Regions from separate parts of the Mus musculus genome. Here regions 2 and 3 are each linked to region 1. Evidence: chromatin contacts called from public HiChIP or PLAC-seq and promoter capture Hi-C data. All regions are on one chromosome and are shown on one strand. The core of a region is the stretch at or near the end of the contact, and the rest is flanking DNA. Distances in the headings are between cores, read along the strand shown. Region 1 holds the start of Gng13 (guanine nucleotide binding protein (G protein), gamma 13). Region 2 overlaps Cacna1h (calcium channel, voltage-dependent, T type, alpha 1H subunit). Region 3 overlaps Unkl (unkempt family like zinc finger).

Evidence for each region. Promoter capture Hi-C pulls out the DNA fragments that hold promoters and counts their contacts. HiChIP or PLAC-seq counts read pairs in DNA pulled down with a chosen protein or histone mark.
Region 2: an H3K4me3 HiChIP or PLAC-seq map of craniofacial prominence shows a contact between it and region 1, with 4 times the contacts expected there. The contact joins the enhancer-like site here to the promoter of Gng13 in region 1. A contact is called at or near these places in 18 of 39 promoter capture datasets (the 3T3-L1 cell line, 3T3-L1-derived adipocytes, the C10 cell line and 12 more), 2 of 15 datasets of contacts at CTCF or cohesin (embryonic stem cells and large pre-B cells), 50 of 484 Hi-C or Micro-C datasets (the 63-12 cell line, B cells, the C2C12 cell line and 34 more), 11 of 115 datasets of contacts at active chromatin or transcription factors (bone marrow-derived macrophages, craniofacial prominence, differentiating embryonic stem cells and 7 more) and 5 of 9 other capture datasets (adipose tissue, embryonic stem cells, embryonic tail and 2 more).
Region 3: a contact with region 1 is called in a promoter capture Hi-C map of pre-B cells, with 2.1 times the contacts expected there. The contact joins the enhancer-like site here to the promoter of Gng13 in region 1. A contact is called at or near these places in 9 of 39 promoter capture datasets (the 3T3-L1 cell line, the HPC-7 cell line, cranial neural crest and 5 more), 1 of 115 datasets of contacts at active chromatin or transcription factors (astrocytes) and 3 of 9 other capture datasets (embryonic stem cells, macrophages and pancreatic islet).

The regions. Positions count from the first base shown.
Region 1 is chr17:25,714,755-25,719,593 of GRCm38.p6, forward strand. Gng13 (guanine nucleotide binding protein (G protein), gamma 13) reads left to right here and starts at 2,774. Exons shown (of 3, transcript NM_001357782.1): 1 at 2,774-2,827; 2 at 3,913-4,044; 3 at 4,173-4,348. The coding sequence starts at 3,947. The coding sequence ends at 4,278. It overlaps Chtf18 (CTF18, chromosome transmission fidelity factor 18), which reads right to left. Exons shown (of 22, transcript NM_145409.2): 21 at 4,614-4,671; 22 at 4,276-4,530. The coding sequence ends at 4,394.
Region 2 is chr17:25,398,986-25,403,955 of GRCm38.p6, forward strand. The region is part of intron 2 of Cacna1h (calcium channel, voltage-dependent, T type, alpha 1H subunit); the gene reads right to left. Among named protein-coding and RNA genes, the nearest start is that of Gm33617, 14 kb to the left of the region's middle. Within about 2 kb of position 1,661, at least 16 of the 459 cell types and tissues checked have an H3K27ac peak or open chromatin away from gene starts, as enhancers often do. A contact at or near this core is called in craniofacial prominence, where this site is marked.
Region 3 is chr17:25,208,797-25,213,586 of GRCm38.p6, forward strand. It overlaps Unkl (unkempt family like zinc finger), which reads left to right. Exons shown (of 15, transcript NM_001197024.1): 7 at 758-842; 8 at 2,008-2,090; 9 at 4,251-4,310. Among named protein-coding and RNA genes, the nearest start is that of Gm52286, 22 kb to the left of the region's middle. Within about 2 kb of position 1,960, at least 84 of the 459 cell types and tissues checked have an H3K27ac peak or open chromatin away from gene starts, as enhancers often do. A contact at or near this core is called in hippocampal neurons and pre-B cells, where this site is marked.

The sequences.
Region 1 (4,839 bases), core at 1,524-4,023:
AAGACCCCTCCACACTGCTTCCTGCTTGAGAGGACTGGGATGAACATTTAGGAAGTTTCCACTTGGGTAGAAGGATGGGAACTAAGGAGTCATGGGGTCATTGTTTCAGCCCAGACAGGGACTCATGAGTTCAGAACAGATGGTATCTTTGGAGGTTGTTTGTTTGTTTGTTTGTTTATGATGGATTCTTGATGTTTCTGAGACTTTAGCTCACCAGGAACTATGTAAATCAGGCTGGCCTAAAATTCACAGAGATTCCCTGCCTCCCAAGTGCTTGAATTAAAGGACCTACCTCACCTGGCTAACAGATGTGGATCCCAATTGTGGGTCCTGCACAGATGGGAGCACCTGGGCTGGGGGCATGGCCTACCACTGGCCCTACCTGTGCTGCTGTTGCAGCCAGAGCCCAGCCACCAGTGCACCCTAAGATGCCCCCCGGCCTCCATTGTGGAGGGTGGGGGGGCCCTCTCGATAGGGATCCAAGACCTGACTACCTCTAGGACCTGTTGCCGCTCCAGGACTCACTTCCTTATCTCGGTCAGCCCCTAACTGACTTCTCTGAGTCTAATAAATTGTATAAAGTCGGGCAGTGGTGGCACAGGCCTTTAATCCCAGCACTTGGAAGCAGAGGCAGGCGGATTTCTGAGTTTGAGGCCAACCTGGTCTACAGAGGGAGTTCCAGGACAACCAGGGCTACACAGAGAAACCCTGTCTCAAACAAACAAACAGTCATAAAGCCTGAATCCTGAGCCTTGGGGCTGGGTTGGGGACACTGAAGCAGGCCGGTCTCACTACCTACTGTCTCAGCAATAGGAACTCACCCAAGCCGTGGAAACCACCTGAGGGTTCAGATTGTCCCATTGGAGTGCAGTCAGAAACATTACCTCATCCCAGTGAATGTAGGCAGCCTGGGGCCCTCTGGAGGTCACCTAGTCCTTCAGCCTCTAGAGTGGCTGGCCCCCTTCCTCCCTATTGTCACTGTGCTCTGGTGGCTCTCCCAGCTTTTCTCCTGCCAGACACCCATGGTAGCCTAAGTGTTAGGGTGTGCATCTAGATCAGGGCACACAAAAGGCATGGGGAGGGAGAGTGAGCACAGGTCCCAGGAGATATGACAGTCCTCCACCCTACCAGGAAGAACGACATCTGCCCTGAGGCCTGGCACCATTAACCTTAAGCTCCTCCAACCCCCAAATCCATGATAAGTAATCTCTCCGCTCCCTAGCGTGCCCCAGTTCCAGGGATGCCTCCTGATCTAACCACATGTTGATGCACATCAGGGGCCAGGGAAGCTTGGTGACCCCATTTCACTGATCAACACCAGGGAAGCCTGCTGTGTGACTGATGGTCCTGAGAGTCCAAGGGACAGGGACCTGGTCTGTCTTTTGATCATACCTGCAGGGGTCCAGGCCATCTCCTGGGCAGGGTGAGCTCTGAACTCCTTCTGTTCCTCTAACTCTGACCTATCCTGTTGTCTAGGTAAGGGCCACTCAACAAACCTCCAGCCCTCAGAGGACCCAGAATACTTAGCAAGGTACTGGCCCTGCCTCCCAGGACAGGCTTGCCCCTCCCCCACGGGTTGCTGTTGCAGCCTGCGTCATATGAAGGTCCCCAGAGCACAGCTCCCACAAGAGTTGGTGAGGTGTACCTCTGACAGTAACACTGGGAAAGGGAGGCGCTGCTCTGGTTAGTTGAAGGCAGGGCTAGCCCCCTGCCCCCGTTACAGAGTCTCTGAGAAATAGGGAGGTGGCTGCCGCCGGGCACAGGGCTCAAAATCCTGTGGCTGAGGAAGTACTCTTCTCCCTACCCAAAGGCCATCCAGCATCAGCTAAGAAACTGACCTACTCACCCCCTAAGCTAACTTTTAATCTACCCAAAGCTGGAGATGGGTGACCCTTCACACCCGAGGCCCCCACGCACTATCCAACCGTGGGTTCTTTTGAAGTCATTGCCTGGGAATGAGGAAGGCGCCAGAAGGTGGGAGTGCTATGGAGGGAGGCCTGAACCCCTTCTAGGTGAGGCTCTTGTCGTGGAATTCTGCGGGATGCCCCCCAGCCTCCCATAAGTGGACAACACTGAAGGTCACCTGCACCAGGTGGGCTGCAAGACCACAGTGGGAAGTGCTCTGCCCCCACCCCCTCTTCTCAGCTGCCTGCATTGGAGTGCCCTGCATAGGAGGGCCCTGACCAGAGAAGCCTTGTTGGGTGGGGCATATTTTGCTGTTTAGGGCTCTGGTCCCAGTATCACAAGATTGTCAAACTGGGTTGCCAGCAGTTGTAGCTGACCCAGGAGAGACGGGACTAGCTCCCACTGCTGCATGTCCCACCCCAGGGGAGACCTGCCAAAGCTGTAGGAGCAGCCCAGGGAGCTCTTGGGGTCAGCCCAACCCTGTAAAGGCGGTACCAAGGCCCCAGGTGGCAAGAGTGGGCGGGGCGGCTGCCTGGGCTCCCCGGACTCGGACAGCCCAGCCTCACTCCACAGATCCCTCGGCCCTTGTCATCTCTGCTTTTGCTGTCTCCTCCAAAAGTAAGTCCGATGAACAGAAACCTCACACTGAGGGGGAAACAGACTCCAGGGCTCTAGGGCTTGACCAGGTGGGGCCCCTAGGCTAATTCTAACTACTGGGACCAGGGCAACTGCCTCCGGGCCTCAGGGGCGGGGCGGCCGACAGATCGAGTCCAGCGGCGCAGGAGCCATCGCTGCGCGACGGGGGCGCGTCTGTCCTGCGCCGTGCGCGCCGCCCGCAGTGCCCGTGTGCGCCGCCGTGCGCCTGGCCGGGGGCGTCTCGGGGTGCACCGGCGGCCGGGCTCCGGCGGCGGCAGCAGCGCAGGTAGGGCCAGTGGTGGGCCATGCCCCCAGCCCAGATGCTCCCATTTGTGGAGGACCCGCAGCTGATCCTCCGCCCACGTGCCTGTCGGCGTGTGGGGCGCGGGAGAACCTAGCAGGGTGGGGCACTGTAACTTGGGGGTCTCTGGGAAAGGTACTCTGCAGGTGGCCCCACACAACCAGGAATACTAGCCCACCCAACCTCTCACTGGTTCCTTGCGAGCCCTGCCAGGACCTCTTTAGGATGGGCCACTCTAAAGGCTGGGTCCTAGGCTCTCCCCAAGGCCAGCTCAGCTCAGTATCCCGGGATGGAAGCTTAGCCCGGATGTGTCTGGTACTCGGTGCCAGACCCCTCTCAAGGTCGTGGAAGCTGTGATTGGAGGGAGAACCAGAGACTTGGTCTTTTGGAGTGCAACTAGCTAGGGAGGGGTAAAGGGAGGCCCGTTGTGCTCCAACTGACAGCTCTCCCTAGTCAGGTCAGTGACTGGATCTGAAAACACTGGTCTCAGGAAGGCTACCCACCTCCCAAGTCCTGGGCTTGCTGAAAGGCCTGTGTCCCCAGACATTCTGCACATACCCCACCCTACATGCAAATTGCAGACAAATCCTCCCAGCCCCGAGATTAACTTGGCCTCTCAGCCTCTTTACCCATGCAAAACAGGCATCCAGGAGGGCCAGGCAGCACCCAGCATCTCAGGGCTCTCATCGCAGCACCCAGGGTCTGAGTTAGAAGTGGGTCTGGAAGGGGGGTGGGGGCTGCCCTGGGTACTCAGAAGTCCATCTTTTAACCTCCCTAGGCAGGGATGAGTCTGTCCTCCCAATCCAGGGCTGGGCCTTCTCAGGCTCATTTGCCCAGCCAAGAACGGAAAGTTTGCTCTGCAGCTAATCAGCCCCACTGGGTAGAGAAGGCTCAGGGGTCTTGTTAGTGGGTCCCTGTGGCCCTCTTCGGGCTCTTTGCCAACATCACTCCAGACCTCAGGAAGGACCAATGGGTGGTATGGTCCCAGGATCTCCCTCTGTCCTGGGGCTGAGGGTGGCGTGGGGGTGGGGGCTGCAGACCCAGCTCTTTTCGCTTCTCCTGCCCACCAGCCTCAGGCTGGCTACCACCGACGCCCCCGACGCCATGGAGGAGTGGGATGTGCCCCAGATGAAGAAGGAGGTAGAGAGCCTCAAGTACCAACTGGCCTTCAAGAGGGAGATGTCGTCCAAGACCATCCCCGAGTGAGTGCCCCATGATGTCTGTCATTTACCTGCCCAGCCACTGCCCCTTGTGTGAACCAGGACCTCACACCCCCAGTAGGCAGGTGCCACGGGAATGACCGACACTCACTGACACTCCCCACTCACAGGCTTCTCAAGTGGATTGAGGATGGAATCCCCAAGGACCCCTTCCTGAACCCAGACCTGATGAAGAACAACCCTTGGGTAGAGAAGGCCAAGTGCACCATCCTATGAGCCTGACCCACACTCTCTGTAAGGTGTGACTTTATAAATAGACTTCTCCGGGTGTCTCTGCTTTAGTCCATTCCCTGTGGGAGCCAGTGCGATCTGATGTCCTGGGGCAGTGGGGCTACAGCAGGTCCCTGATGTACAGGCTGCGCCGAACAGCATTTGAGACGCCCTCGTTGAACCGGAACCACACCTCACTCCTGCCCACTGCCACACCCATGCGCCACTCGTCCGCGTCCTTCTGGGGGGCCTCAACCTCTGCAGGGACCAAAAGGTTTGCACCTCAGCAGACCCCAGCCTATGTCTCCACCCCCTCCCTTCCTTCTGTGACCCATACACACCTCTGCTCGGGACTGCCACTTTCCTGATGACCACACGTCCAAAGAAGTCCCTCTCAGGCTAGCAGAAAAGAGGGCCGTCAGCTTGCCAGTGAACAAGCAGGCACACCTAGGCCTTTCCCATGTGAGAGGAGACTCCCAAGGCCTCTGAGCAAGGCCTGCGACTAGGAGGACCTCTACTAACCACTGCCCACTTTCTGAGAGCAACAGGTGGCTCCTTGGGATTGGG
Region 2 (4,970 bases), core at 411-2,910, 320 kb before region 1:
CATGAGGCTCGGGGGTTAGACTTGAATTTCCAACGTGAGGGGGTGCTGCTTTGGATTAGAGGGGAGCAGGCTCAGAGAGGAAGCACAAAGCCATGGGGGACAGGAGCTCTCTTCTCCACTGGCCCGGGGGGAGGCCACCAGCAGGGCATACGCTCAGACCAGCCGATCATACATGGCTCCCAGGCCACGCCCTTCCTGACTGTCTGCCTTACTACCCTGACCACGAAGCTCTGCCTGCCCTATTTCTGGAAGAGGCTATCAGTGGAAATGGGCTTTTTTAGCTTATCCTGTGTACCCCCACCCACTCAGATGCCCAGGACTGTGGCCTGCCTGCTTCTTGACTTCTTTGCCCATCATTTGATTTCTCTCAGGCTTGGGACACAGACACCCACTTACAGACTCTCCAGTAAAGACTGAGATGGGCCATGCTCTCCTGAAGCTGGCTTGCCTGGACTGTCTCTAGAACCCTTAGTCAACGTACCCAGGAATCCCAGGCCCCAGCTGTTACCTTCACATACAGCTACCGCCGAGACTGATACCAAGGTTGGAGTGCCCTCCCTGAGTGATTGCTGCTTTGAGACAAGAGGCAGCCAAGGGCTCTGGGTTAGAGGGAAACAGGGCAAACTTGCAGGAGGCCTGGCAGGACCCCCCGCCCCCCAACCTAGTAGGGAAACAGATCATGTCCAGGGCCCAGGGCTGGTCTCTTCCAGGCACAGACCAGAGATCTACCTAAGTGGGGAGTTTCAGCTTCCTACAACAGCAAGGACATACCTCACGTGTCATGCTGCCCCCTGGTCATGTTCTGTGGGCAGCTAAGGACAGGCAGCACCACTGGTCACAACACGTGGAGCCGGGTGACTTCTAGAGGCTTAATTACAACAGATAGATTTTCTGGGTTTAATTAAAATTCCTGCAGGCTTTCTACAAATTAGAATCAATTTCCATGGGGGTTAGAGGAAACCAAACAGATATGTGGGCAGGAGTTGGTGCTGGTACAGCCCAGGGCCTGAACCCAGCCAAGTGGACTAATCTGATCTCTCCTTGTGGGAGTCTCTCGCTCAGACAGCACAGACCCACCTAGCTCTGAGGCTTAGCAAGCAGCAAAGGTCTGAGAAGCAAGACAAGTGGCTGAACAAGGGGTCCCAGAAGACCCCCTGAATGGCAGAGGGCCCTGTGGCTAGAGATTATCAAACATAACAGCTATCAGCTACCCTTGTTGGGGCCCCACTCCAAACTCCAAGCATCCCATGGTCTGCCTGGCCACCTCTCACTTTGGAGGGGCTCAACAGCCTTCCCACTCTACATCACACCACGGGGCCAGAAATCCCAGTCAGCACCCAGCAAAGGGAAGGCCCTGCTGTGGAGATTTCAAAACATTAGGTAAAGAAGTCTTTTCTAGGCTCTCCAGGCTGTCTGCAATGGACATAGCCTTCCCCCGGGAGACACAAGGTTACCCCATGGCAAGGTCCCTTCTCCTTCTTGCCTGTGCAGGAAACCCGCACTGGTCCCATGACCAGTGGACCAGAGTCCACAGAAGGGTCCCTGGGTCACAGATGGATCATCTTCAATGCACCACAAACAAAGTCCCTAAATGTAGCCTTCTGTGAACCTGATCGGAGAGGACACTGGAGGGAAGGCAGTGGCGGCGGTCGCTGTCCGTGGTGCTGAAGCAGTTGTCCCACCTGGAGCCTGCTCAGGGTGGGCATCAGGCTGGGCTTGGGAAGGGATGCAAACTAGGGAGTAGGGTCTCCCATTAGAGCTAAGTGCCTCTTCTTGAAACACATCTTGGGTCTGCCCTTCTTCACTCAAAGGGAACCACGAGGAAGACATACATGCTGAGAAAGGCTGTACTTTGCCATGATCCCTTGTCCTAGCAGAAGTGAGGAAGCTACAGTACGTACCCTGCTGGTTGGGTGGCCACTGTCATTTCTATAAAGTCACTGAGGCCTGTCAGGGAACAGTCTCTTGTTGCTTGTTTGGTTAACTTAACAAGCTGCTGGCTCCCATGGGTGACAGTTCTAGCTGGGTCTCCAGATGAAATACAATCTCTTACTGGGGAGCTACATGATACAGGATGGTATGGCCCAATGGGATCCAGCACCCTCAGACCCCAGGATTTATTAACACCCAGCTTGACACAGCCCCCATGTTGGCTTACAGTCCCTGGGATTCTCCTCACCCAACCCTAGTGACTCAGATCTGGACTAGAGTCAGGGGGCATGATCTGCCCTGAATCTACTATGACTGCCCTTCTTCAGGTCTCAGTTTCTCCATCTGTCACAGCACTTGATTTACACAGATCCTTCCGGTACAGCAAGAAGCAAGGCCTTAAGTCCCCCTGATGTGCTCAGTTCTTGGGCAGGGTTTCTGAGTTATCACCCACCACGTGTCTGTCACGTGGGGGGACGAGGAAAGGGTGCCACCAGAAAAGCAGGGCAGCGGGAGTTGTGAGTTTTGCAGTCCCTAACCCAGTGAGACGGCCAAGGTCCCAAGAGCCCCACACTCTCATACCAATAGGTAGTGTGGCCATGCTTAGCTGGGGTGAGGGTCAGGAGTCTTCAGGTGTGGCTGCTGCTTGGCCTCCGTTGTCAGAGTGGGCCCCAAGCAAGACAAGGATTCCAACAAGGCCTCCCTGCTAGGTGGTACATGAGATCAGAGGATTAGCTTTTGAGCTGCTCCAGCCCCGCCTACCAGCCCTCAGAGCAATCTGCACAGCCAGCTAAGCTCCATTAGGCCAGATCCAGAACAGCTTGGTTTGCGTGCGAAAGGCTGGGCAGGAGGGACAGAAGGCTGGAGGGCCACTATAGGAAAAGAGGTCAGACAGACAGCCCCCACACTCTGCCTTGGGGGTTCTAGGCTTCCCTCTGCAGGGACCCTTGTTTTACAGTGCCCCCCCCTTGTCCTTGGGATCTGGGCTGTCCTCTCTGTCACTCTGCAGTGTTGAGGCTCACAGACCACCCTCCCTGCAGCCTCTGCTGCCACCGAGTTCTCAGGGGCACTCAACCTTACTTTTCAATTTGTTCAAAAAAAAAGGGACATGTTTATTCATGGTAAAGGAGTGTCCTCAGTAGGTCAGCCCTGCCTGGTGAGGAGGTGAGTCTGTCAATGAGTCCTCACATGCTCAGTGGAAGCCGTCTGTCTCTACTGACAGAATAGCAGCTTCAGGTCCCGCATCAGATAACCGTCCTGGGCAGGTGGCTGCAGCACTCTGTACTCAGTGGGCAGCGAGACAGGTTCTACCCTAGATGCAGTCGGACTCCCCCAGCATGGTCTTCCTGGCCTGTCTCTCTCTGACAATGGGGTCTGGACGGGCTACTCATCTAGAAGCTATACAACCATGGTGGCCAGGGAGGCCCAAGGGCTTCTGGCCCAAGCGCTAGGGCTCCCCGTGTTGAAAAGAAGCCAAAACAGCAGAGCTTCTAGGTAAGGTGCACGGTTCACCACACACACGCTATGCAGTCTGTGGCCCTGTCGTTAAAAATGCTGCTGCTGTATGAACTAGGACATGAGGGGAGCGGAGAAGGGGTGAGAGCAAGTCACGAAGTCACACAGCCTCATCTATGGAGAACGTCACAATGAGGCCATGAACCCGTCTCTCTAGGATGCACACTCTGCGCATGAACGTAAAGGTAAAGACCAGGTGGCATCGTTCGTCCATGGGCACATGGGGAAGGTACAAGGTGGGACAAAGAGGGGTGAGACTTGGCTTTAGCTCCCTTCACATTGTCACATCTTTTGCTTTTTTTTAGGCAATGCCTCTGCTTGTGAAAGTTCTGTGACTTGAACTAGGAGTACTGGGCTCCCTAAACCAAAGGCTGAGCAACCTCTGGTTGGCAGATAGCAAGGAGCTCTTACCTAGGCCTTTCCAGGAGCCAGGTCATGAATTACCAGGGCAAAGAGATAATAAGAAACAGAGTACAGAGGCACATCTGCCCCGGGCTGCCAGTCCAGTGAACCTGGCCCAGTCTTCCTACTCCAGGGTTGTGTGAGGGGTTACATGCTCCGTGCTTAGTGGCCTCCACCAGGCACAGCCCAGGTGGTTGGCTCATGTGGTCTGGATGTGATTGTATAGGTTGGTCCCTCAGGCACTGCTGTACTAGGTTACCTATGGTGCTCACTCTATGGCACTGGGCATGTCTGGGGCAAGGTGTCTGAAGATTTCAGGATTCTCCAAAGGAAGACAGAAACCATCCAGTAAGAGATGACACACTTCACACCGATGTACCTTTACCTGGCTGAGGTCTCCAGCTCTGAGGTCCCACAACCCTAGCCTTTTCCTTCCTTGTTCTCCTTGGGCTGCCCCTCAAGGCCAGGGACTAGTCTATAGCATGGCTCACTCCTCAAACTCTTAGTTCCCATCCTCAGCCCCAAATAACTGGGCCCCCATAGTGTCATGTCTCACAGTCCATTGTGACCCAGAAACATCCCTCCGAGAGGCCCCAGATCTGTCCTTGCTCCTGCTACGACACCACCCCTCAATCCATCTAAGCTGCCTCTAAAACACGGCAGCAGCTCAACACGCTGCCATGGCTTCCTAGTGCCCTGGCCACATAATCCAAGCCAGAGCTCTGTGTAGCCTAGCCTGGGAAAGCAATACTCAACTCCCATTTTGTCCTGGCTGCTCCAAGGATCCAGTCCCCTGCTACTCCCCACGATGACCTCTCTAGCCTGTAGGGTGGCCCTCTCAGTGTCCCTGTAAGTTATAATGAATGGAGCCTCAGCGAGTGACTGTTAGGAGCCTCTACTGAGGCACAGATTCCTTCATGCAAGCTCAGCAGAGGTGTCTCTGGTGTCTGTTCAAATCAGAAGGCTCTGGGAAGATGCTCGGAAGGGCAGGTAGGTCACCACTAAGTAGAACATGACTCCACTGCAGGGGATAAGGGGTCTCTCCATCCTTACGTGCTCCCTCATGACAGGGTGACCCACACCTTGGATTGGCTCCCTCCAGATGGGCAGGATGGAGCTCTGTG
Region 3 (4,790 bases), core at 710-3,209, 510 kb before region 1:
TTAATTAATAAAAGAATGAATAAGCAGACAAAATGTCCTTGGGCATCTAAGTCTGCAGGTAGTGGGGCTAGGCTAGTGGAACTGAAGGGCATAGCTGTATGCAGGCATAAGTGTGCTAGTGCAGGGGCTGTTGTCATGCCCTCCCTGAGCCTTTTGAGTGGGTAGTGTTGTTTTGGTATCTAGGGAATGTTGGCTCCTGGGTGCCAGTCTTGTCTTCGTTCTTTCCCAGGTCCCCATGGTGAAGTAGTGGGCAGTCTGGTCGTAAGATAGGTGCTTGTATAAGCACCTATCATTGAACAGGCATTGCTCGAGCTTCTGCTGTCTACCAGACAGACACCTTTCCAGAGTGTCAAGTAGTCTTTGCCTGGCGGTCTGACAGACAGACTTGGCTCTGACCAATACATTTTGCAGAGCGGAGGGTTTTTAGGACCAAGGGCATCTAGGGGCAAATGGTATGGTGGCCATCTGTCTATCACTAGAAAGGAAAGGGTTGTGTAGCTCAAAGATTTGGAGGTTCCCAGTCATGATCACAAGCATATCTCATAGTTACAGGGGCCTTGCACTAGGCCCTGCCTTGTCACCGGTCCAGCATCTTCTGGTCTAAGAGCCAGGCCTTCATGAGCTTTTGGAGACACTGCAGATTTGTTCTGCAGCTGGGAAGTGCTCACTCACTCTGTTTGCTTCGGTGTTCTAAGCGGCCAGCTGCGCTTCATAGAAAACAGATCACTAAGCCACCATGTTTTGTCTGATTTCCTAGATCTACAAATCTACAAAATGCAACGATATGCGCCAAACTGGCTACTGCCCTCGGGGCCCTTTCTGTGCCTTTGCACACACTGAGAGTAAGTAGACGATCTTCAGGGGGGTGTGGGGGAGGGGGCACCTCAGCCACCATGTGGCCAAGGAGCTCACTCAGCAGCTCCACAGTCTCACAGTGACCTGGGACTAGGCATGTCTGGGAATCCTGTATATAATGCCCGTTGAGATGGCTGGGGTGGGGGCAGGGAGAGGGGAGGGCTCATGCCTCATGGCTGGACCTGCCTTGCCCTTTGCACCTGGGACAGACTAGACCTGTGATGCTTGAAAGGACCCCTGTCCCCGGCCTCCTAGGTCCCACCTGCCTCCTGGGGATACGGATCTGTTGTCATTCTCGTGCTCACCTGCTTTGCTGCTGTCCTGCTGGGACTGAGTGTCAGTGGCTTTGTAGAGTCACTTTCTGTCCCTGTAGCTAGAGGTGCCAAGATCCTTAGTTGGGCTTGGCCAGCTGGCCTCAGACCCTACGGTCATTTATTGTCACATAGGCTCATAATTGATTCTCTAAAGCTGCTCCCCCAGCTCAGGAGTCTGAGTTCTGGTGGTTATAAAGCAGTTGCAAGCTCAGACTTCATTTTCTGTTCCAGTTGGAGTGGCAGCTGTTTCTGATCACACTTGACATGTTGTTGTTCATGTTAAAAATGATTGAACCCAAATAGCACTATTTGGGGCTAGAGAGATGGTTCAGTAGTTAAGAGCATGCATTGCTCTTGCAGAGTCGAGAGCTGAATTCCCAGCACCCACAACCGCTAGGGAATCAAATGCACACTCAGGGACCCCCGGAGCACCTGTACTCACATGCACACATCCACACAGAATACACACCTTAAAACAGATGTACCAACCATTGAGCCACCTCTCCAGCCCCTAAAAAGAATTTTTTTTTTTTTTTTCCGAGACAAGGTTTCTCTGTGTAGCCCTGGCTGTCCTGGAACTCACTCTGTAGACCAGGCTGGCCTCGAACTCAGAAATCCACCTGCCTCTGTCTCCCAAGTGCTGGGATTAAAGGCGTGCACCGCCGCCATCACCACCCAGCAAAAAAGAATTTTTTATTTTAATTTCATGGCTCTGTGTGGGCTGGCCTGCCACCCAGAACAAGGGAAGTGGTTACAACATCAACCGGTCCTCTCCACCTGTCCTGTGGGCCAGCTGGCGGCCCCTCAGTGCCAGTTTCTCTTTTTTTTCTCTTGGCAGAGAGCCTGGCTATGGTGAACGAGTGGAGCTGCCGTGATCTCAGTTCCAACAGCACCTCAGCTTATAGCAGCCAGCCTGGAAGTGTAAGTGGACACTGCTTGGATCAGTCCCACTGAGGGGACAGGCATGGGGTGAGGTTTGGGTGGTGTGGCTGAAAGCAGCCTACATGTGGAGTTGTGATTCCTCCTCAGATAGTCTAGAAAAGTCTTGCCTGGGCTGGAGCAGGACATCATGCCCCTGCTGCACTGCTTTGTGGGATTCGGCCTTAGCGGGCATCTGGTGCCTTGCCAGCCCTCGACTTGGCAGATCCCTTGGGCTGTCCGTCCTAGGCAGTTGGAGGTCATCAACAAGTGGTATCTGATGCAGCATCTCAGTCTGTTACTCGGCATCCCCATGCTTTGGGTGAGGGGCGTCCTGTATCTGATGGGTGTGATGAGGATGGATCGTTCTCGGACTGAGAAGTCACTTCCTGTTCGTGCCAGAGTCAGCCACTAGAGTAGGTCCCTGGGGAGCCATCCCAGGATAGGGACAGGATGTTCAAAAACGGATTTAAAATAGCATTTGGTTCTAAACAGTTTGTGTGACATTGACGTAGTCCTGAGGTTGCTGGGCAGTGTGGTTTATGCCCAGCATTCAGGAGGTGGAGGTAGGAGGTCTCTGAGTTTGAGGACAGCCTGGTTTATAAAGTGAGTTCCAGAAACCCTGTCTTAAAACAAAACAAAACAAAAACAAACTATTAAAAATGAGGGGAAAAAAAGAAGTCTCCCTGAATTAGTTGAACAGAGCCGCTCTGCTCAGCTCATGCAGTCAGGGTGTCGCTGCACTTGGTTGCTAAGCCACTGTTGGACCCTGAGTCTGTTAGGGCTCCTGAGGTTCTGTAGGTGTTTCTTTGTGGTCTAGGGTTTAGTCACTTTTGTTCTTTGGCCCTTCTGCCTAGGATGGTCTTCTCTGGCTGGTAGGGCAGGCTCCATATGTGTTCTAGGTATGGCAGGCATCCTCTGCTGCTCTCGGCTCAGGAGGCCCCAGTCTGTGATGCTCTGTTGCTGGTGTCAGTGAGCTCTCCCGAGAGTCCCTCTCTCTCTGAGTGAGGGTGGAGGAGTGCCTGTGGATGAGTCATCTCTACATTCTTTCCTGCTCTGGGCCTGGAACCCTGCGGGCACTCTATACTCAGAACTTTCCACGTCTCTTGGAATTGTCACAAAACCCTCACAGGGCCACTTGAAATGCTGGGAGCTCTTCTCCTTCAAGGAGGCACAGCTGGGCCTGTCTTAGGGTTTCATTGCTGTGAAGAGACACCATGACCAAGGCAACACTACAAAGGACAACATTTAATTGGACCTGGCTTACAGGTTCAGAGGTTCATTATCATCATGGCAAGACCATGGCGGTGTGCAGACAGGCATGGTGCTAGAGTAGCTAAGAATTCGACATCTTGATCGGCTGGCAGCCACGAGTAGACTAGATTCCACCCTGTGTGTAGCCTGAGCAGAGCAGACCTCCCACAAAGTGACATACTTCTTCCAACAAGGCCACATCTCCTGGTAGTGTCACTCCCTATAGCCAGACTTTCAAACATGAGTCTATGAGGCTAAACCTATTCAAACCACCACAACCTCCCTTGGGCAATTCTGAACAGACTTAGCCTTGGTGCTGTTTGGGTCAAGCAAGAGATCTGCACACACCGGGCGGTGGTGGCGCACTCCTTTAATCCCAGCACTTGGGAGGCAGAGGCAGGTGGATTTCTGAGTTTGAGGCCAGCCTGGTCTACAAAGTGAGTTCCAGGACAGCCAGGGCTATACAGAGAAACCCTGTCTCGAAAAAAACAAACAAACAAAAAAAGAGACCTGTACACACCCAGGCCATTTTGTTGAATAACTCCTTGGCTTGGTACATGTGTCAAGGCCTGTCTTTCCCTGAGTGATCCAAATGTGGGAAGAGCTTTGGGTACCAGTGAACAGGAACTGTGTAAACACTTTCTCAGTGTTTTGTAGGGTTGTTGGTTATTGTTTTGGTTTTTTGGTTTTTTTTTTTTTTTTTTTTTTTGAGATGAGGTCTTATTCTATGACCTAGGTTGGCCTCAAACTCAACGATCTGCCCGCCTCAGTCTCCTTTGTAATGGGATTACAAGCCCAGTCCAGCACACCAGCTCCAGCATTTTCTAAATTGTAAACAAAGTGTAGGCCTATGTGTTTTCAGGAGATGTCTCCTTGCCTTTCTAACCTGAGCGGGTCTTCTATTTGCAGGCCAAAAGGAAAGACTCCCCCTCTGAAGGAAGCCAGAAAGCTACTGAGGACAGCAAGCAGGTACAGCATCGCATGGCTTTCTGTTAGGCCTTTCTGTGTCCGCACTCTACTGCTGAGTTAAGCCCCCAGTCCCACTGCCTACTTGTTCTGTAATTGTTTTCTTTCTTTTGCTCATATTCATGTGTCCTTTGTTTTACTGTTCAAAATACTTAAGACTGGTGGTGACAGTGATACACGCCTTTAATCCCAGCACTTGGGAAGCAGAGCAGACAGATCTCTGTGACTTCAGGGCCAGCCTGCAGAGCTCGTTCCAGGACACAAAGAAACCCTGTGGTTCCCCACTCCCCTCACCCTGAAAATTGTGACCTACCTTGAAAACAAAATCAAAGCCTTGTAGCATTTTTTTTCTCTGGGAAATATAGGCCCTTGAGTCAGCTGCAGCGACTGTAGCCAAGTGTTTCAGGCAGAGGCCTGAGCAGCAGAACTCTCTTTTTTTTTATTTTAAGATTACTTTTTTTGTTTTGTTTTGTTTTGTTTTGT